Regions from separate parts of the Mus musculus genome. Here region 1 is linked to region 2. A link is a contact called in public HiChIP or PLAC-seq data. All regions are on one chromosome and are shown on one strand. Each heading gives the region's core, a stretch centred on a gene start, on an enhancer-like site or on the middle of the called end of the contact. The rest is flanking DNA. Distances are from core to core; before and after follow the strand shown.

Region 1 (6,863 bases), core at 1,882-4,381, 180 kb after region 2:
CTCCTCCTCCCCCCTCCTCCTCTCCTTCCTCTTCTTCCTCTCCCTCCTCCTCTCCCTCCTCCTTTCAGCATCCTTTTGGGCCATCGGGTCACACGGATGAAGAACATTACTCAGAACATTACTTTGCCTCTCAGCCGGTCCCTCTGGATTCACACAACTGGTCAATAGTGCTAATGACCAGCAAGAGCAAGTCAAGCTGGCTTCAGGGCAGTGATGTCTGTAAACTCTGCCTACTTGGACGCTGCCAGGATTGATTACCCAGCCTCCCATCGATAGAGCCCAGGAAGGAGCATCCGGGAGGGCAGGGCATTTATCCTGATTGCAGTCTTTCTCAGCAAGGTTTGGCAAGTCTTTGGCTAAAGCCCCCACCTAGGACACAAGGCTTTGCAACCCCTTCCATACAGGAGTAGACCAAGAGAAATTTAAATGAATCTGTCAGGTTTTTGTTCAGTATGTATCCCAGACGGGCCTCGAACTCCTAGTCCTCCTGCCTCAGACAGTCCCTTCTTTTGTGACAGATGTGGCCTTACCGAGGATGACCTTAAACTTGTGATCCTCCTGCCTCTACCTCCCAAATGATAAAGTTACAGATGTGTACCACCACCCCTGAGCTGGTTATGCAGTGCTGGGGATAACCTGAGTGTTTTCCTGCGTGCCAGGCGGGTACTCTGTCAGCTGAACTACATCCCTACCCTCCACCAGAGCCCCACAACTGCTGGGGTTATTCAGCATATTCAGGTGGCCCACCACACCCGAATTCTTGGAGAGTTTTGCTTTGGCTTCATGAGAGGATTCTAGAACTTCATCTCATACATCCTACAGCTGAAGGAGACAGAAGCTGCTCCAGAATGCAAAACGTAAAAGGAGAATCTGGAGAGACGGCTCAGAGGTTAAGGGCACTGTCTGCTTTTGCAGAGGACCCAGGTTCGATTCCCAGTACCAGCATGATGGCTACCAACCATCTGATTCCAGGGTATCTGATACTATTGTCTGGTCTCTGCAGGCACCAGGTACATACATAGTGCACAAATACACATGTATACAAAACATTAATATACACACACAAATAATAATAACAGCTATTATTATTATTATTATTATAGTAAAAAGAAGCAGGGTACAGTGGTACATGCCTGTAATCCCAGCACTTGGAAGGTAACAGCAAGGCGATGATTAGGAATCAGGTCAGCCCTGGTTACATCATGAGTTTGGGGCCAGTCTAAGCTACCTGAGAGCTTGCTGCAGAATGAAAACAAGAAGCTGGAAAGATGGTTCAGTGGTTAAGAATGCTTGCAGCCTTTCCAGGAGATCTGAGTTTGGGTCTCAGCATCTATATATGGCTCCTAATTGCCAGTAATCCCAGCTCCAGGGGATCTGATTCCATCTTTTAGACAAGGGTACGCATGTGCACACTTTAAAAAAAAAAAAACCTTTAAAACAGCAACAAAATGTTATATAAGAGTTTGGAGGGGGCACCAAGGAACATGGCCAGAGGTGGCCTTTGAGCTAGAATCAGAGGAGCAGCAGGATGCAAGGAGGTCCCCAGCTCTGAGAGGAAGTGCAGGCCAGAGTGACAAGGCCTTTTCCATGATTAGTGATAGAGTGACATGCTCTGGCCCAGGGAACCGCATTTGACACAGACACACTTGGCGTTCTCATCCTGAGGCACAGACCATTCTCCATTCTCTCACCGCCTCGGCCTCTCGTTCAGATGTGGGGAGTATAAATGATCTTTCTTAAGCTTCATCCCAGAGCTCCTGACTGGCATCTCGGGCTTGGCACCTGTAGTGAAACTGCTCCGGTTTGTCAATTGTGCCAGCGTTGACACGGTCTGCAGCTCCACAGCTCCTACCTCAGAGCTGCTTGTCACTCTAGCTGGATAGCGAGCCAGCCGCTCTGTGCTTCAAGAGGATTCAAAGAAAGGCTTAGGCATACAGGTAGGTATGGAAGAAGCAGGGACCAAAGTAGCCAGCGTCTCGCTGGGCCTGGAGTCCCTAGCTGTCCTCCAAGGCTGGGCTGCAGCACCCAGCAAGCTGTGGCAGGGAGACCCTCTCCAGGGACACCAGCCACTGTGCAGACCCCTCGAGTCCCAGGCAGAGAGAGACAGAGAAGAAATGAAGTCCACCATGGAGATAGGCCCTTAGCAATACCCCAGTTCAGTCCCCACTAGAGAACTGAAGCAAGAGCTTTGGTCTCCAGTGTCAGGAAGAAAGGTAGGATGGTTTAGCAGATCTGAGCACCGTCTCTGAGGTGGGAGCGCTGTGACAGCCCAGGTTACAATGCCCGAGCAATCTGCCCAGCATGATTGTCTTCAGGAGTAGAGAAAGTTGATTAGTGTCTCCATTTGGCTCTGTCCCCTCAGGTGGATGTTAGGATCAGGGTTTGTCCTTCCTGTTTGATACCCTGCCTTGACGACCTTGGTCATCAAGAATCTGGGGCTCAGTTTCTTTATCTGTGAAGTGGATCTGTGGTAGTTTGAATGGAAATGGCCTCCAGGAGCCATGGTGGAGGAAGCGTGTTGCTGGGGGACAGATGTTGAGGTCTCAGATGCTCAAGCTAGTCCCGGTGTCTCTTCCTGTTCCTGTGGATCAAGACGGAGAACTCTCAGCTCCTTCTCCAGCACCGTGTCTGCCTGGACGTTGCCATACTTCCTAGCGTGATAATGGACTAAACCTCTAAGATGGGAAGCCAGCTCCAATTAAATGTTTCCCCTTGTTAGAGGTGCCTTGGTCATGGTGACTTGTCACAGCAATAGAGCCCTAACTAAGACAGGATGATTGTGAAGAACCTTTTAGAACAGGGCGTCAGCCATCAGTTTCTAGAAGTATCTTTCTGCTGGGCCCTCTAAGAGAAGCTGCCACGCTCCTGTGTGACAGGCACTTAGAAGCAGCTTTAGCTAAAAGGATTGACTTCTCGCTTGGACTTACAGGTCACTCAAAGCAGGACAAAAGCCTGCCATCTCTGCCTTTATCTGTGTCGGTCTCCTTGACTTTTACTCCTGTCTGACAGGCTTGTTAATCACTTAGGAACGCTCGCCAGATTCCAGCGCACAGGCACACACACACACTCACTCGAAAGCTTTTTGAGGCTGACAACACAGAGATGAGTCACTCTCCTACCTTGGATTCCAGGAGCAGCAAAGGCTGGCAGGACAGACGATCCCCCGTGCCCCTCCCCTCAACATGTAGGCATCCTCAACTGGGAGCCCGTCATCTTGCCAGAACCGTATGGGTGTCATCCGCACCCCCCCCCCCATCAGTGATGGTTGCAGTTGACAGTTGAATAATTCATTCCTGAGACCCCACTGAAGGACTAGAGTGAGATAAACTTCACCAGGATCCCTTAATTATATGCATGCCTTTTGTCCCTACCCCAATTCTTCCTTTATTCAAATGTAAATGTCTCACTTGTACTCATTAATAAGGAATATGGACTCAAATCTGTAACAGAATTCTATAAATGAAGACCTGTCTGTCTATGCAACCACGCTCTGAAACCTTTTGCTGTGGCTAGTGTTTAGTTATCATTGGTTTTGGTTTACTTTAAATCATCAGGCCAAGAGCTAGATCGAGCCCATTTATCCTGCATGGAGACTGGATGACATTTGAAAGAGTCTAAACTGTTACTTGCTTCCTGTGGTCTGAGAATCAACTTGGCCTCTGTTCTTTTTTTTTTTTTTTTTCCTTTTAGCTTTAGAAAAGTGTTTTGTCTGCATGTATGAGTGTTCCACATTCGTGCTAGGTGCCCCCCAACCCCGGGGCCAGAAGAGACCGTGTGATCCCCTGGGACTGGAGTTATAGATGCTTGTGGGCTGCTGTGCGGATGCTGAGGATCAAACACGGGTCCTCTAAAGAGCAGCCAGTGCTCTTAACTGCTGAGCCATCTGCAGCCCTAAGATTTATTTTATTTTTAGTTGTGTGTTTATGGGGAGGTCTTCCTGCAGAGGTCAGAAGAGGGCCTTGGGTCCCCCTCGAGCTGGAATTACAGGTGGTTATGAACCCCCTGGGGTGGGTGCTAGGAACCAGATTCCAGCCCTCAGCAAGAGCATCAAGCACTCTAACGCTGAGTCATCTCTCAGTTCTTTAGCAGATCCAGCGGTGAGAGGCAAACTGAAACAGGGTCCATGAGCCTCGTTCTTAACAAGGAAAAGACATACCCGCCAGGGACTTGAGGTACAACTTTTAAAAGGTTGTCCCTCCTTTCAAAAGGACTGTTGGGCTGGTGAGATGGCTCAGTGGGTAAGAGCACCCGACTGCTCTTCCAAAGGTCCGGAGTTCAAATCCCAGCAACCACATGGTGGCTCACAACCATCTGTAATGAGATCTGACTCCCTCTTCTGGAGTGTCTGAAGACAGCTGCAGTGTACTTACATATAATAAATAAATAAATCTTTTTAAAAAAAAAAAAGGACTGTCTGTGGTGGGAGAGACAATTCAGTGGGTAAAGTCACTTGCCACCAACCCTGATGGCCTGAGTCTGATCCCTGGGGCCCACATGGTGAACATAAAAGCTGACTCTGGCAAGTTGTTCTCTGACCTTCACAGGTGCTACAGTGTGTGTGTGTGTGTGTGTGTGTGTGTGTGTGTGTGTGTATGCGTGCGTGTGCGAGCACTAAATAAATGTGATGATTTTTTTTTTAAGGTCTACATGGTGCAGGTGAGCCAACAGTTAAAGGGCAGTGATCCCGGGCCAGCTTTGAAAGGGAAAGATTTACCATGCTGATGTTGCAGGGAAATCCTAGATGACCGAGATCGATACTGTCAGGAACGTTGGCCACAGGAGAAGGGAGGGGTAATAGACTCTCGTGGACCCACTCCGTGCTGGGCCGGCCTGGAGTGTGTGTGTGTGTGTGTGTGTGTGTGTGTGTGTGTGTGTGTGTGTGTGTGTGTTCAGAACTGGGTCTGAGTGGAGAAACAAAATAATCCCTCCTCTTTTGTGGGGTAAGCTGTAAGTTGCCTTGGCCTGACACCCTCAGTTGCCATGGCAAGAGGAGGCCATTTCTGCTCAAAGCTGTCCCCTAGGGAAGGCAGAGATGGTTGCTAAACTACAGGAGTCAGATTTCCTGAAGCAGATGGGGTAGGGGATGGGAGTGGGGTTGGTCCTGGAAGAGGCTTGGTCCCTCCCCAGTCAGGATGCTTCCAAGTATGAACTGGAGTACGGAGGCCGTCGGCAAACACCCCGGGGTTGGAGATAATTGCATAAGAGAATTCCTTCCAAGGGTTAGGGTTTAATTAGTAAACTTCAGAGATGGCAGAGGACGTGGGAGTAATAGAACTGTCAGCATGTATGACAGAACTCAGGGATGCCCACTTCTGTGGAGTCCTCCTTCCACTAGGGTGAGCCTCTGTCAATGAGAACAGCTCAAACCAATCAGTGTGTTTATAGATGACCAGGGCGAGCCAGCTTGTGTGCACAGTTCCCGTGGCCGGTGACCCGCACCGTGCCAGTGAGGGCAACCCAGACTGGCTGCTGTTGGGTCCTAGGCAGTTTCAATGACTTATTTAGCATATAATTTCTTGTCAGGAGTTCGAATGATGGCAGCTCTGGGCATGGCTATGGCTGATCTTTTTGTCTGTTTGTTTTTGTTTTTCAAGACAAGGTTTCTCTGTCTAGCCCTGGCTGCCCTGGAACTCACTCTGTAGAACAGGCTGGCCATGAACTCAGAGGTCCCCCTACCTCTGCCTCCTGAGTCCTGGGATTAAAGGCGTGCACCACTACCCAGCTGGCTGTAGCTAATCTTGTTTGGCCTCTGACCTTTCTGTTCCATTTTTTGTGTGAGATGTGCTTTCTAGGCCAGACTCAGGGGAGACCCAGTCAAGTCTCCTCTACACTTGGCCAATCTTCTTCTTCTTGTGGTTTGGGTTTTGTTTTCCTTGTTTTGTTCTTGTTTTTGTTTTGTTTTATTTTGTTTTTGATACAGTTTTTCTCCATGTAGCCCTGGCTGTCCTGGAACTAGCTCTCTAGTCCAGGCTGGCCTCAAATTCAGAGATCACCTTCTGTCTCCCCAGTGCTGGGATGAAAGGCTTGGGACACCACACCTGGATGCAGCTGCTCCATCTTTAATCTTGCTGACAGCTTCTCTCTCTCTCTCTTTCTCTCTCTCTCTTAAAAGATTTATTTATTTCATGTATGTGAATACATTGTCACTGTCTTCAGGCACATCAGAAGAGGGCATCAGATCCCATTACAAATGGTTGTGAGCCACTATGTGGTTGCTGGGAATTGAACTCAGGACCTCTGGAAGAACAGTCAGTGCTCTTAACCGCTGAGCCATCTCTCCAGCCCCAGCTTTACTTTTGGCTGTGCATCTGAAGGCCAGCACTTTGGGAATGTGTCTGTGCAGCTCAGAGACTTCTCATCAAGCCTTTGAACTCTCTCTCCATGTTAAAATCATTCATTACTGATCGTGCTGATATTTGCACATCTGCGCAAGTGGTTGGCTGCAGAAGGCCTTCTGTTCCCTTTCCCTGGGCTCAGCATCCCCTCTCCTCCTCATCAGATCTTCCTGATGCTGATTAACTACCTCTCCACTCTGCCTTCACCTCATCTCTTATCTCTTTAATCTGCGTATCAGACAGGATGCCCAGCTTAGCCTGTTGGTAGTGCGGGAGCGTGGGATTTCACACTAACACTCCAGTTATATCTGGGCCTTCGTTTCCCTCTGTGCCCCATGGAAGTTGGTATCAGTGAAATGACTTGACCTTATTAAGCCAAACACAAGGGGGTTTCCTGATTCCTGGTGATGGGTCGTAGAGGGTTGTGTTGCCTGGTTACCTCCTCTCAGCCACTGTCTAGAAAGGAATGAGCCTTTATCTTCTTGCCACTATCCCCACAGTCAACAAGGAACAGCAAAGAGCTTGCCC
Region 2 (7,239 bases), core at 3,416-5,915:
CTATTTTACTTTGATTTTTTTTTTTAAATTTTTTATTTCACGCGCATCAGTGTTTTGTCTGCATGTGTGCACATGCACTGTGTACATGCCTGGTGCCTTCAGAGGCCGGAGGAGGACGATGAATCCCTTGCAACTTGAGTTATAGAGGGTTGCGAACCACCATGTGGATAGTGGGAATTGAACTCCGTTCCTCTGGAGAAGCAGCCTGTGTTTCTAACCACTGAGAAATTCTCCAGCCCAGCTATCTTGTTTTAAGATTATTTATTTATTTGCTCATTTATTTGTTTGTATACACCATACAAGCAAACAAACAACCCAGACTTTGTCTCTAGAGGGTGTGATGGAAACTCCAGGTCATGCCCAGCTCACCCAGGCAGCTGCACACACAGACCGGAAGCTGGAATAAACTTGGAAACACTGTATCCAGAGATAAGGGTACAGCCAGCTGGAGACAGTAACTAGGCAGCAGGGGTTTTTTGTTTTGTTTTTTAAGAGACAGGGTTTTTCTGTGTAGTCCCGACTGCCCTGAAACTGTTCTATAGACCAGACTGGCCTCAGACTCACAGAGACCTGCCTGCCTCTGCCTCCTAAGTGCTGGGATTAAAGGTGTGTGCCACCACTGCCTGGCATGTGGAACACATGGAACACACTATTGAGAGAGAATATGGCCTGTGCAGACAACACTTGTATACAGATGTTGCTTTTGTTCTCTGCAGGGCTGGGATGGAATCCAGGGTCTCATGCACCATAGACTAGTACTCTACCACTGAACCACACTCCCCAGAACACCACACACACACACACACACACCACACACACGCTGGACATTCACTCAGTATGTGCAACACCCTAGGTTTTAGGCTCAATCCCTGCCCTACAGTAGCCTCACACAAATAAAACACATACAACTATATATATATATATATATATATATATATATATATATATATATATATATACACACACACACACACACACACACACACGTGTGGGGGGGTATAATACATACATATATATATACACAATTTTTAACTTAAATCAGTGTCTCACCTTGTTGTCCATCCTGGTCTTAAAGTCCTGCATTACAATTATCTCTCAGCCTTAGCCTTCCAAATACTAGAACTAGAGTCATATACCACCAAACCCAGTTCCATAATTTTTATTTTACTTTTTTTAAATTTTTAACTAATTGAGTAATTGATTTGGTTTTTCAAGACAAGGTTTCTCTCTATAACAGCCCTGGCTGTCCTTGAACTCAATTTTTTGACCAGGTTAGCCTTGAATTCATAGAGATGCACCTGCCTCTGCCTCCTGAGTGCTGGGGTTAAAGGCGTGCGCCAAGGTCAGCCTTTCGAAAGCTCTGGAAGTGGGTGTCATGAGAGTTTAGCCTTAGCAGGAGGCTGCATTCAGGGGCAGGGAACAGGGTTGCCTTCTAGCATCTTTTTGTGTAGATGGACTATTTTTACCTCATGTATTTATGCTAAATTCTAATTACTGAGTCATTTTAAATGTTGACCATTTCTTTATCGGCACACATCCAAAGCAACATTAAGTCTACAGCCCATTGTCCAGATACGATGGCTTGCAAGCTTTCCCCTCCTGGAGCTGGAGCAATGCCTTGCTGGTTAGAGCACCTTCCTCCTCCTCCTCTTCCTCCTCTTCCTCTTCTTCCTCCTCCTCCCCCTTCTCCTCCCCCTCCTCCTCCTCCTCCTCCCTTCCTCCTCCTCCCTCTAAGCAGTGGTTAGAGACAGGGATTTCTCAGTGTTCTCCTGGCTGTCCTGAAACTCACTCTGCAGACCAGGCTGTCCTCAAACTCACTGAACTCCTCCTGCCTCTGCTTCTGTAGTGCTAAGATTAAATGAGTGTACTTCCATCGCAGCCAACAACGTAGGCTTGGTTCTGCCTGTCTCCTTCCTTCTTGACTGTTTTGAGCAAGTCATTATCAGAAATCTCTCAATCTCTCAGTGTCTCTGTGTCTCTGTCTCTATCTCTCTCTGTCTCTGTCTGTCTCTGTCTGTCTCTCTGTGTCTCTGTCTCTCTCTCTCTCTCTCTCTCTCCCTGAGAGAGTCTCATGTAGCCCAAGCTTACCCTCTGCCTCCACCTCCCAAATGCTGGTGTGCCCCCAGTATACCTGATTTGCCCAGGCCAATCAATGTCTTCAGTCCAGTGGCTGGAAGCTCTGCTCCTTAGAAGAGACGGATGCTTCCTACCACCTTGCCAGCTTGCACCTAGCAGAGTCATGGACAACTTCCAGATCTGTTTATCCCTGCCCCCCAAACATCCTCAGCTAGACTGCAGCCCCTGACATTCCCATTCGCTGGAATCAGGGCTCTGGTAGAGAGCTGTCTGGAGCCCTCCGCAAAGCAGACCTCCACAGTCACTCTCAATCCTGCAGGAAGGAGCAAACAGGCACAGTGACAGACAGTTCTTCCCCTGCAGCAAACACTAGCAGAAGCCCTGGACACCTTTCCAGGATGGGTGGGGTCTAGTTTGACTAGAAACCACTGGGCCAAAAAACCCTGAGCCCTCTCCTGACTATATCCAGCTAATGCAACTTGGTTACACGCCCCCAAGCCCCACTCCCACCCGTGATGTGTTAGTCTGAATCATTGGCAGGAATGGAGGTGATGCCAGCCCCTCTGAACCTAAGGTTGCCCCGGCCCAGGTCAGAGGGCTTCTCAGGGCCGAGGCTCACACCTCTCCTCTCCTCACCTCCAGCAGGAGCTGGGAAACAAGCCCAGATACCCTGTCATAGGCTTGTTCGCTTCCTGGAACCCCAGTTTCCTACTCTACTCTGGAAAGAGAACGGAAGTCCTGCCTCATAGAGTCCCCATGAAGGAATGTGAGAAAAATGTGGCTTCTGCCTGCTCCTCTGCCCCTCTGACAGGACCCTGTGAAGGGGCCCCTCACAGTTAGGGGAGGAAGCTCTATGCTTGGGATCTAGCAGAAGGAAGCCCATCCCTGCCTTTCTCCTCCTCCTCCTCCTCCTCCTCCTCCTCCTCCTCCTCCTCCTCCTCCTCCTCCTCCTCCTCCTCCTCCTTCTTCTTCTTCTTCTTCTTCTTCTTCTTCTTTTTTGGTTTTTCGAGACAGGGTTTCTCTGTGTAGCCCTGGCTGTCCTGGAACTCACTCTGTAGACCAGGCTGGCCTCGAACTCAGAAATCTGCCTGCCTCTGCCTCCCAAGTGCTGGGATTAAAGGTATGTGCCACCATGCCCCGTGTCTTTCTTCTTTTTAAAGATTTATTTATTTCTATTTTATTCACATTGGTGTTTTGCCTGCAGGCATCTTTGAAGGTGCCAGATCTTCCACAACTGGAGCTACAGAAAGTTGTTAGCTGTCATGTGAGTATTGGGGACTGAACCCAGGTCCTCTAAAAGAGTAGTCAGCGCTCTTAACCACTGAGCCCTCTCCAGCCCACCCCTGCCTTCCTTTCAGTCAATCAGTCAGCCCTCTCTCACTGAAGGGAAAATAGGGCCAAGCTCCAAAGAACCAAGAGCCATGATCAACCTTCTGAAAACCCAAGTCCCAGTCCAATTCCTGCCTCCCTGGGAATAGGCTGGTGTTTTAGTTTCCATCCCTCCTAAGAGACACCGTGACTGTGGCAACTCTAATAAAGGAAAGCATTTCATTGGGGCTGGCTTAGAGTTCAGAGATTTAGTCCACTGTCGTCATGCATGGCAGGACACATAGTGGCGTGCCAGCAGACATGGTGCTGGAGAGGTAGGTGAGAGTTCTACATCCTGATCAGTAGACAACAGGAAGAGAGTCACACTGGGCGTGGCTTGAGCATCTGAAATCCCAAAGCCCACCCCCAGTGACACACTTCCTTCAACAAGGTCCCCCAACAGTGCTGTTCTTTATGATTCTGTGGGGACCATTTTCATTCAGACTTGCCACAGATGGGCATATCAAGGAACCTTCTGGCCTCAGTCTCCCGGTCTGTGTAATGGGCACAATCACCTTTGCCTTATGTTCTCCTCAGCTCCACCTATGAAGAGGGGAGGGACAGGTGTCTATTTGGTGGCAGGTGACAAACTTCAGGTGACTTAGAGGTATTGTTAGAATGGGCAGGGCTAGACCTCCCTTAACTCCGGAGGCCCCTCCCCTCCTTAAGATTCCTCTCCTTCCTTCCCTGGTTGAGAGACTTCAGAGTGGCCATTTCAGTCCTAAGGCTAACTCTGCTACTGTCTTCATTATACAAATGCACAAATTGTGATAACGTGCCATTGAGGAATTTTCCCGGCATCCCCAAGTCTGTTAAAGCAGCCATTTTTGCTGCTAGACTGAAAGTCTGAAAGTGCCAGGCTGGTCTTCACTTATTCTTCCTCTCAGTGAATGTGACCAAATGTGATGGTCCAGTTGGTGAGTGCTCTCTCTCTCTCTCTCTCTCTCTCTCTCTCTCTCTCTCTCTCTCCCTCTCTCTCTCTTGCGTGTGCATGCGCGCGAGCACATACACACAAACACACACCATATCTCACACACACACACACACACACACACAGACGTCCCTCACCTCATACACACACACCATATCACACATATATATACACACACTACACCACTCACATACCACATGCACCATACCAAACACACACACACACACACACACACACACACACACACACCACTCACCGCCAGTGGTGAGTCAGAAGCCTAGTTTTCAAATATTTGAGAAATGCCATCCTGTAACTGGCTCCCAGACTCCCTAGCGAAACTCTCCCGCTCTCAAGAGCTGTGGGAACCCTGGGAACAGGAGAGTTCTGAGCACTTTCCCTATTTCCCCTGTGGGATTTTTTTCCCAAGATGGTCAAGAAAGGAGTCTTTGTCTCCCCACCCAGCACCTCCCACACACGGGGTAGCTGACTCCCTCCCGGGCGGCTCTAACTTTGCACCTACCTGGCACTTCCCATTAAGAAACTGTGGTCGGATCCTGAGCCCCCAGCCTGCCTCCCAGCCTGTCACCTGCTACCGCCTGACTTCTGCTTTGATGAGGGAACAGCATGGGGTTGCAGCAAGCTGGAAGTTGGGGGTGGGGACAGGACAGGCAGGAGAGGGTGGTAGTCAGAGCCAGAAGGGAGAGATAGAAACTCAGCAGCTCAGAGAGCTTCCTGCTCTGGGGCCTTGGGAGCATGCAAATGTTAAGTGAGGGGCTGGCGAGATGGCTCAGTGCTTAAGGGCACTGACTGCTCTTCTAAGGGTCCTGAGTTCAAATCCCAGCAACCACATGCTGGGTCACAACCATCTGTAACTAGATCTGACTCCTTCTTCTGGAGTGTCTGAAGACAGCTACAGTGTACTTACATATAATAATAAATCTATGGGTTGGATGGAGCTGGAGCGGGGCCGGAGCAAGCAAAGGTCCATGAATCAGTTTAAAACACTGGAAGGACATGGGAGGGGAGTGGGGGGGTGGGGGTGGGGGGTTGGGGGGGGTGGGGAGAGGGATATTCAACAGCATTGCTGACTTCAGGATCTGGGTTCACTTCCAGCCAACAACACGTCAGCTCACAAATGTCTGTAACTCCGCTCTCGGAACTCAGTGCTTCTTCTAGGGTTCGAGGAGACCAGACACACAGAGAATTGCCCCCAAATATACAAACGGGTAAAATACCCATACACATAAAACAAAAAAATAAAAACAATTTTTTTTTAAAAAAGGATGCACTGGAAGGCAAAGGCAGAAGTACACACCTATGATTCCATCAGCAACTACATAGTAAGTTCAAGGCCAGCCTGGGTTACCGGAGACCTTGTTCCAACAACAGATATTTAATCAGTGGTTGGGGATATAGATGTAGCCCAGTTGGTAGAGTGTTGACCTACGGCCTGGGTTCAGTCCCCAAGCAGAATAAAAACAAGCATATTGAGAGGTAGAGGTCAGAGGTTCAGAAGTTCAAGGTTAGCCTCAGCTACATAGGAAGTTTGAAGCTGGCCTGGGCTAATGTGAAACCTCTCATTATATATCTTGGAATGGTGGCACACACCTTTAATCCCAGCACTTGAGAGGCAGAGGTGGGCAGATCTCTGTGAGTTGGAAGCCAGCCTAATCTACAGGACAACCAAGTCTCCAGGGTGAGTCCTATCTAAAAATGAGTGTGTGTGTGTGTGTGTGTGTGTGTGTGTGTGTGTGTGTGTAAGTGTGTGTGAGTGTGAATGTGTGTGAGCTTACTAGCACTCACCTACAATCCCAGCACATAGAAAACTGAGGCAGGAGGATTGTGAAGTTCTAGGCTACATATTAAGACTCTGTGTCAAAAACAAGCCAACAAATACTTACAGAGCTAAGCTTATGTATTATTATAATTCATTGCTTCAAATTTTTCCTTTTATTTATTTGTTTGGTTTTTTTATTTTAGTTTAATTCTTTCTCCAACTGTCACCCTCACCCCACACACAAGGTTCTCACTACATGGCCTGAAACTCACTATGTAGACCAGGCTGGCCTCAGAGTCACAGACAGCCACCGACTCAGACAACTGAAAGCTCATGTCACAGTGCCTGGCCTGATCCCATTCGTAGTAGTGTGCGAGTGTGTGTGTGTGTGTGTGTGTGTGTGTGTGTGGCCTGATCCCATTCATTTTTAGTGCATGTGTGTATGCCTGTGTGTTATGTGTGCATGTGTGAATGTATATGTGTGTGCGCGCCCATGTGTGTTTTGTGTATGCTCGCGTGTGCATGTGCACACGTGTGCATGTGCGAGTGCAAGTGTGCGTGGCCTGATCCCATTCGTTTTTAGTGTGTGTGTGTGAGTGTGTGTGTGTGTGTGTAGTGTGTACTTGCTTACACTATTTTCCTCACATGACAGGCTTCCCCGAACTCTGACTCTCTAGTTTTCTGAGATCTTTTAAAAAAATATTTATGGGCCAGGCAATGGTGGCACATGCCTTTAATCCCAGCACTCAGGAGGCAGAGGCAGGTGGATTTCTGAGTTCGAGGCCAGCCTGGTCTACAGAGTGAGTTCCAGGACAGCCAGGACTACACAGAGAAACCCTGTCTCGAAAAACAAAAACAAACAAACAAATTTATGGGTGTTCTACCTGTATATCATGTGTGTGTGTACCTGGTGTCCACAAAGGCTGGAAGGGACTGGAATTACAAGCTGTTATGAGCTGCTAAGAATTTGACTTCATGGGGCTGGTGAGATGGCTCAGTGGGTAAGAGCACCCAACTGTTCTTCCGAAGGTCTGGAGTTCAAATCCCAGCAACCACATGGTGGCTCACAACCATCCGTAACGAGATC

The links. HiChIP or PLAC-seq counts read pairs in DNA pulled down with a chosen protein or histone mark.
Region 1: a FOXA1 HiChIP or PLAC-seq map of pancreatic cancer cells shows a contact between it and region 2. The contact joins two enhancer-like sites. A contact is called at or near these places in 1 of 115 datasets of contacts at active chromatin or transcription factors (pancreatic cancer cells) and 1 of 9 other capture datasets (pancreatic islet).

Annotation. Positions count from the first base shown.
Region 1 is chr10:61,567,245-61,574,107 of GRCm38.p6, forward strand. All of the region lies in intron 4 of Lrrc20 (leucine rich repeat containing 20), which reads left to right. Among named protein-coding and RNA genes, the nearest start is that of Npffr1, 25 kb to the right of the region's middle. Within about 2 kb of position 3,132, at least 38 of the 459 cell types and tissues checked have an H3K27ac peak or open chromatin away from gene starts, as enhancers often do. A contact at or near this core is called in pancreatic cancer cells, where this site is marked.
Region 2 is chr10:61,389,941-61,397,179 of GRCm38.p6, forward strand. No RefSeq gene overlaps it. Among named protein-coding and RNA genes, the nearest start is that of Pald1, 10 kb to the left of the region's middle. Within about 2 kb of position 4,666, at least 38 of the 459 cell types and tissues checked have an H3K27ac peak or open chromatin away from gene starts, as enhancers often do. A contact at or near this core is called in pancreatic cancer cells, where this site is marked.